2 separate regions of the Mus musculus genome follow, and region 2 is linked to region 1. The links are chromatin contacts, called in public ChIA-PET maps. All regions are on one chromosome and are shown on one strand. Each heading gives the region's core, a stretch centred on a gene start, on an enhancer-like site or on the middle of the called end of the contact. The rest is flanking DNA. Distances are from core to core; before and after follow the strand shown.

What was found. ChIA-PET counts read pairs in DNA pulled down with a chosen protein or histone mark.
Region 2: a contact with region 1 is called in an RNA polymerase II ChIA-PET map of memory CD8 T cells, with 19 read pairs. The contact joins two enhancer-like sites. A contact is called at or near these places in 4 of 115 datasets of contacts at active chromatin or transcription factors (effector CD8 T cells, embryonic stem cells and memory CD8 T cells) and 1 of 9 other capture datasets (adipose tissue).

What each region holds. Positions count from the first base shown.
Region 1 is chr13:63,282,497-63,286,280 of GRCm38.p6, reverse strand. All of the region lies in intron 14 of Aopep (aminopeptidase O), which reads right to left. Among named protein-coding and RNA genes, the nearest start is that of Gm16907, 13 kb to the left of the region's middle. Within about 2 kb of position 1,295, at least 20 of the 459 cell types and tissues checked have an H3K27ac peak or open chromatin away from gene starts, as enhancers often do. A contact at or near this core is called in effector CD8 T cells and memory CD8 T cells, where this site is marked.
Region 2 is chr13:63,409,031-63,412,784 of GRCm38.p6, reverse strand. All of the region lies in intron 1 of Fancc (Fanconi anemia, complementation group C), which reads left to right. Among named protein-coding and RNA genes, the nearest start is that of Fancc, 21 kb to the left of the region's middle. Within about 2 kb of position 1,339, at least 78 of the 459 cell types and tissues checked have an H3K27ac peak or open chromatin away from gene starts, as enhancers often do. A contact at or near this core is called in effector CD8 T cells and memory CD8 T cells, where this site is marked.

The DNA of each region.
Region 1 (3,784 bases), core at 46-2,545:
TTACTGTGTCTAATTCTGACTCCTGTTGCATCCTGGTGGCTTTCTCCCCCTTTTTCTGTGGTAGTTTGAGACTAGTTTTACTATACAGGCCACGCTGGCTGGGAACTTGTCCTGATGTTCCTGCTCCTGTGTCCTGAAGATGACAGCCTTCCTTTCACGGTACAGAGCTTCACACTCTGTGTTCTCTCTCTCTCTCATCCTCTCTCTCTCTCATTCTCTCTCTCACTCACTCACTCTCTCTCTTTCACTCACTCTCTCACTCACTCTTTCACTCACTTTCACTCTCTCTCTCTCTCTCTCCCCCTCTCTCTCTCACTCACTCACACATATAAATCACTCACATGGATTTTTTTTTTTTTTTTTTCGAGACAGGGTTTCTCTGTGTAGCCCTGGCCGTCCTGGAACTCACTCTGTAGACCAGGCTGGCCTCGAACTCAGAAATTCGCCTGCCTCTGCCTCCCAAGTGTTGGGGTTAAAGGTGTGCGCCACCACTGCCTGGCATACATGGATTTTTTTAAATTTAGAAAACACAAACAGAAAAATGTCGAAGGTGCTTTAGACCAAGGTTATGGCCCAGTCTAAAATGTTTATGGTGGCCTTCACATACAAGCTGCCTGAAGTGAGCTGAGGGCTGAGTCACTAGGAGAGATGTGCATTGCATTTTGTCATGAGGGGCATGGCCAGCTGGAGCCACAGGTTGTGGCAGGTTCCCTTCTCAACCACACAGGCCTTCAGGCCAGTAGGAGGAATGGGAGGGCAGCCTTCCAGCAGGCCCTAGAAACACTCTCGCTATAATCACAGATTCCTTATTCAATACCAGACCCAGAGCTTGACAGTGACCTGCACAGAACACTGGAGGCCTTACTTACCTCACTCCTTCTCTGTGGAGGCTTGGCACATGACCCCGCTACTGAGGTCTCTTTGGCCATCTTTCAGGTGGCTCCTACTTATTCTGTATCTGAGAACCCTGACAACTGGATGGAATGCCCTTGCTTGCTCAGTTACAGGGGAATAGTGGAAACCAAGTTAGAAACCTCAAGGTTGTTTCCACCAAGGAACAACTCTTTCTCCTGTCGACTGTCTGTCACTCAAATGAAAGTTGCTAATGGTTCAACTTAGTTCCTGCGGCCTAGTCACCAGAAGGCACACTTAAAATTTGAAGTTTCTAGAAAACAACATGGTTGCTGAAAATCATGTTGATCTTCAGATTCAAAGTGATATTTTACAGGAACTTCAGTACAAGAAAAGCCACAAGCACAAGGAACTGCAGCCACACTTATGACGGAACCACAAGCACAAAGCCACTGCTTAGTTTGAAGTCCCTACTGCAGGAACCTCAATCCGCAGCCCCAGCAAGGGACACAGCTGCAAAATGCCATGCGAAGTGATCAGGAGCTGGGTTGGCAAGAGTCCTGAGGAGTCCTGAGCAGGACTGGTTATACTGAGAGACCTGAGGAGTCCTGAGCAGGACTGGTTATACTGAGAGACCTGAGGAGTCCTGAGAAGGACTGGTTATACTGAGAGTCCTGAGGAGTCCTGAGCAGGACTGGTTATACTGAGAGACCTGAGGAGTCCTGAGCAGGACTGGTTATACTGAGAGACCTGAGGAGTCCTGAGGAGGACTGGCTATACTGAGAGTCCTGAGGAGTCCTGAGCAGGACTGGTTATACTGAGAGACCTGAGGAGTCCTGAGCAGGACTGGTTATACTGAGAGTCCTGAGGAGTCCTGAGCAGGACTGGTTATACTGAGAGACCTGAGGAGTCCTGAGCAGGACTGGTTATACTGAGAGTCCTGAGGAGTCCTGAGCAGGACTGGTTATACTAAAGAGTCCTGAGGAGTCCTGAGGAGGACTGGTTATACTGAGAGTCCTGAGGAGTCCTGAGCAGGACTGGTTATACTGAGAGACCTGAGGAGTCCTGAGCAGGACTGGTTATACTGAGAGACCTGAGGAGTCCTGAGCAGGACTGGTTATACTGAGAGTCCTGAGGAGTCCTGAGCAGGACTGGTTATACTAAAGAGTCCTGAGGAGTCCTGAGGAGGACTGGTTATACTGAGAGACCTGAGGAGTCCTGAGGAGGACTGGTTATACTGAGAGACCCAGGTTAAGTTTAGCACAGCTCTCCTGGCTTTTACAGCAGCACTCACCCATGTGTCCGCAGGTATGTGGCTTTTTATTGTGTGCTTGTCTCAACAACAAAGTTGAAGAGCTGTTGCAGAAACAATGTGGCCTAAACTATGAACTCTCCAGTCTTTTAGAGACAACATTTGCTGGCCACTATCCTGACATGTGCTGGATTTATACATCTTTCTTGTCTTGTGTAGCCATCTCCTCTTGTCTTCAGTGTTGCTTCCTTTGAGGGGCCTTTCTTGAATACTTGGCTTAGAGATGTTTGCCCTGTGTGTCTCCTCTTCACCCTGTATCACCCCTTCATAGCCCTCGGCTGAGGCTACCTTGTTTACCCAATGAGCTGACAGACAAATAAATGCAAGTTTCCTATGGGTGAGCCTGACTCGAGTACACCATTTCTTTCTCAGTGTGTAGATGTTAAGTGTAAATGCTACAGTCAGATCAAGAGTGTGTAAAGGAAACCAGGATACATTTAGTCCATCTGGGCACCAAGGATCACAGCAGAATCAAGTCATCTGCCTTTGGGCAGTGAGATATAGTTTTTGATATTTCCAGAAAAGGGAGACATCTACCTCCTTCTCAAAGGTTTAAGGAACACACAGTAACTGTACCTGGCTGTGTAAGGTAAGACAGGATGTGTGACATGCCAGTAGGAAGAGGGAGAAGGGGATTGGAGCCTCATGGCTTCCTGGCATCAAGGGACAGGTGTTCAGCACCTGCTCTGACCCTCCCACCCAGCCAGTGCAGGCTGGCAGGAGCCTGACTCCAGTGGGATCCAACCAGTCAAAACACAATCCTTTGCCTATAAATAGCAAGGTCTTTCAAACACTAATTAAAAATAAGTCTGGCATTTGGAGTCTCTGATAAACAAAAGGGCTAGGAGCAGAAACAAACAAATTTGATACATGGGTGGTAAAGGGTAACAGTGTCTCCCTAAGAACTTCTTTCCACTGCTCCTAAGTCTATGGACTTGGAAATGTGTAACAAAGTCCACCTTCCCGGTGAGCTACTAAGGAATTGTTTGTCAGTGTAAGACACTATAACATTTCACATAAGCCAACTGGTCTAAAATAGAAGTTCAAAAATAGACTGTAATGAGTATCGAGCACCTTGGTCCCCCATGCACCTCATACCTGTGCACACCCTGCTCAGGAGGGCTAAGTTTCCAGTGTCCTAATGCTCCAGGTGCTAGTAGCTGCTGACTGCAGGGCATAGAAAACTCAGTTAAGGTTTCTTATGTTCTCTGTATTTTAGAGCTCTGTGTCCAAGACCATTTTTCTTTGAACTTTTTCTTATGATTAAAAACATTAAATATTTATGATTTTATATTTTTCTCAAACCTGGAATTCATCTAGGACCTGTACTGTGTTCTTAATAAACTAAAATAAAGGCTCACATCATACTGCATTACCACAACCATCCAATTTTACTTTTTAAACCATAGCTGCTAGATTCGTTTTTCATTTCCTTTACACATGGCTTCTTTCTTGTCCTAGCTGAATGCAGCCGAGCTGCTCCCACACATCTGAGCTTAGTTTCCTTAATGAACAAGGGAAAGGCGGCACCACCAGAGCACAAAATGACCCGCCCAAGTCTTAATTCAAACAACTCCACCATGTAGCTCAAGCTTTTGGGGGACTTGTATCTGTCTTTAT
Region 2 (3,754 bases), core at 90-2,589, 130 kb before region 1:
CAAGCCTCATCTTGTCTCCACGATCCCTTCGTAGGACTTCAACTGCTACTAAGGCTGTACCTTTTCTAATGGCCTGTCCTGGCTTCTCAGAGTGCCAAGCCCCACTTGCTTGCTATGACCCTTTCATGCCTTCAAAACTAGCACCAACTGGATGGTCTTACACATTACCAAGTCTTGGGCACTTCTGAAACACAGCTTCTGTGTGCCAACTCTGGGGAAACACTTTGCAGATTTTCCTTCCATGTCTCTTAAAAACAAACAAACAAACAACAAAACTACCACTGATTTCTTCGCTCCAGCTGACCAGCATCAACTGTCCCAGCAAAGGTTTAATTTTAGTGGCTCTCGTCCTTTGTTAATCACAGCTGACTCTTTAGCCCCAGACAACCAGAACCACAGATTATCAGCTCAGAGTAGCAAATAGCCCTGATAAGAGTCTTTGGGTGGCTTTTAAACTTCCCTCTGGAGCTTCCCAGGACTCCATTGTCTGCATTGCTCTGAATATTCTTTTTTTTTCCCCAGATTTATTTATTTTATGTATATGAGTACACTGTTGCTCTGTTCAGACACACCAGAAGAGGGCATCAGATCCCATCACAGATGATTGTAAGCCACCATGTGGTTGCTGGGAATTGAACTCAGGGCCTCTGGAAGAGCAGTCAGTGCTCTTAATCACTGAGCCATCTCTCCAGCCCCTGCTCTGAATAATCTTATCTTTAACGTTCCCTCAGAATAGCTCACTAAGCTTTGAACACTCACTGGCTTTTCTAGCCTAATGTTCCAATAAATATTCCAATAAACAATCCTCCAATAAACAACCTAGTCAGATTTGTCACAGCAATATCCCATGATCCAGGTACCAATTTGTCTTAGTTACAGTTACTGTTGCTATGGTAAAACCATGACCAAAAGCAAGCTGGGGAGGAAAGGGTTGATTTGGCTGTGTTCTGCTGCCTCAGCTGTGTCCTTAGCCCCATGGAAAATGTGAATAGAGTCTAACAGTCTTTCCTGAGATGGCTGGCGCTGTGGTGAGGGAAGCAGACACATCTTCCTGTGGTGATTACAGGCAATGGGAGAAGTAAGAGGGGTTACTGTTTATTCTCAGGCAGTTTGGGCAAGCACTGGCTTCAGTTTTAAAAACAAGAGAAAGCAGCTGGTTGGAATGATGTGGAGGCCATCCCTCCACAACCAGTTTCAGCTGTGGATTGACTTTTTTTCTTTTTCTTTTTTTTTTTTTTGGCTCTTCAGCAGGTGGTGCTGCAGTGCCATAAGACAGTTCATCTCTAGGAAGCTGGCTGAGGCCTGGATCAGGTTGATCCGAACTGCACAGCACCAACAGGCTGGGTTGAGTGAAAAGGCATTGCATTCGGAAATGTCAGTTCAGATGTCCCCTTCTCAGCTTGCCTAGCCTGCAGTTCTCTGCCTGGTTTGGGTTTCTAAGCATAGAGGCACAAAACTCCTCCCGAGGTAGAATCTTTATGTTTCTGTCCTGGTTCCAGTTCAGGAAGTGTTTATATATATTTTTAGTTTCACCACAACATTTTGGGTTTTCTCTTTGATGTGTCCCGTCTGGTCGCTGTGTTTGGAGTAGAGAGCCCATCAAAGAGGATTTCTTGTGCTGTCTTAACAGGAAGCCATGGGCTGAGAGTGTAAAGGAAACAAAGTTAGGTACTTGGTTATATACAGAACTAAAACGTAACCACAAGAAAGCTGCTTCTGTATGAGTCCAGTGGCCCTCAGCACACGGTTACAGGAACTCCTTCTGAGGCTTGCAGGCCCCCGAAGATAAGGACGATTAAGTAGGTGGGGTTCATTAGCATGCTCAAGTTGTCTAGAAAGATTGTACTTACTCTTTACCCTTTTGAAGATAAAATTAAAATAAAAAAGTCTCCAGACACCTCCATTGCCTAACCAGGTACTGCCTTGGACTTTCATTGCCTCTAGCTGCTTGTGTTGGCACACAAGTAGCTCTGCTTGAAATGCTGGGATACATTACCAAAGAACAGAGATGAAAGTGTTTATAGCGTCTGACCTCACCTTGAGGTTGCCATTCCGTTGTTGCTTTGAAGAGGGAAGTGGCTGGCAATGCCACACTGCCCATAGAGTCAGGGTCAAGCTGGTCAGAAGTGAATGTCAGTGACCACGGTATCACCTGAGTCAAATCACTCTTGTCCATTGAATTCACTTATTTTAGACATTTGCCATGTGGACTTTGTTCAAGTGTTTACATGGGTAAAAACTGTACTTTTAAATTTCTACAGATTTTTAGTTTTTAATTTTACAAGTATTAAAAGCATAGGACTTTACTAGTTTATGTTTGTGATACCTAACAGGATTAAAAAAAAAAATAACTTGAACCTGTCCTTGGGGCTCTCAGCTGTTCTTAGAGTGAGAAACCCTGCTTAGGTAAGCTTTGTTGATATACAGGCCTTGATCTTACTCACTGGCCACAGGTTGCCTGAGAGCAGGAGCCTTTTCACTAGAAGTGTGTTTGAGTTCCTAGTGTAAAATGGCTTCCTACAAATGTGCAGGCATCTTTTCTTGGTTTTGTTGGTGAGTGATAAATTCCTGTTCGAAGCAAAGATGGAGAGGAGAAGTAAACTCAGAGTCAAGTCACCAGTGACAAAGGCAAGAAGACAATTTCTTCCTTATTTTTTTGACTTTTCAAAACAGGGTTTCTCTGTGTAGTTCTGGCTATCCTGGAACTGGCTCTGTAGACCAGACTTAGACATCCACCTTCATCTTCTCTGCTTCCTGAGTGTTGGGCTCAAAGATGTTCACCGTCAAGCCTGGCCAGTGTCTAATATTTTAATTATGTTAGAGCCAACCTTGGTTGTCAACTTATTCTCTCTGGGAAGAGGGAGCCTCCATTAGGTTGGCTTCTGGGCATGTCTGTGGTCCATTTTCTTGATTAATGATTGACGTAGGAGGGTCCAGCCTACTTCTGGTGGTGCCACCCCTAGGGAGGTGGTCCTGCTGAACAAATCACGAGGTTCAAACCCCTAAGCACTATTTTGTTGTTTCTGTTTCGAACTCCTGCTTTGGGTTCCTTTGATGGTGGCTATATCCTGTAAACCAACTAAACTGTTTCCTCCTAAAGTTGCTTTTGGTCATTGTTTTATAACAGCCACTGAGAACCAAACTCAAGACAAAATACTAATGTGTTCTTCAGCACTTTTTCTAATGGACTTAACTGGAAGCCTGCAGTGTCATCTACAGAGATGAAGACAAAACTGCCTGGGCAGTAGTAGGTTGTCATTGTTTATTCAAGGGTAGGGGTGAGGGGTGGGGGAGTGGTGGGGGTAGTGTGGGAGTGGTGGGGGTGGGTGAGGCGGAGGGTGAGAGTCGCTGTGTTTTGAGTTGTTGGGTAGGCTTTTGGTGTGCTGATGGAGAGTGTAAATAGTGTTTGTGCCTGAGTCTAAGGGTAAGGATGGCAGACTTTGAGTTGAAGAATAGCCTCCTAGTGCTGCTGAAGGGCTTCTGTTATTGCTTTGTGCACTGGTCCTTGCTGTGGCTAAAAGCAATCAGGCTAGGGAGAAGCTCATTCCCCAAACACTGGGGACCTGTCTGAAGAGTGCAGGAAAGCCCTAGAGCTACCACCCAGATCACGTTTCTTTAAGTCTTCACAGCTGGTTGAAGAGAATACACACAGTGCACCTGATTTGAAGTTGGCACCTCCAATTCCGGAGAGTCAGCCTCTGTTGAAAGTTGTTTGGAAATTACCTCTTAATTTCAGGCCTGTAATTCTGGTTGG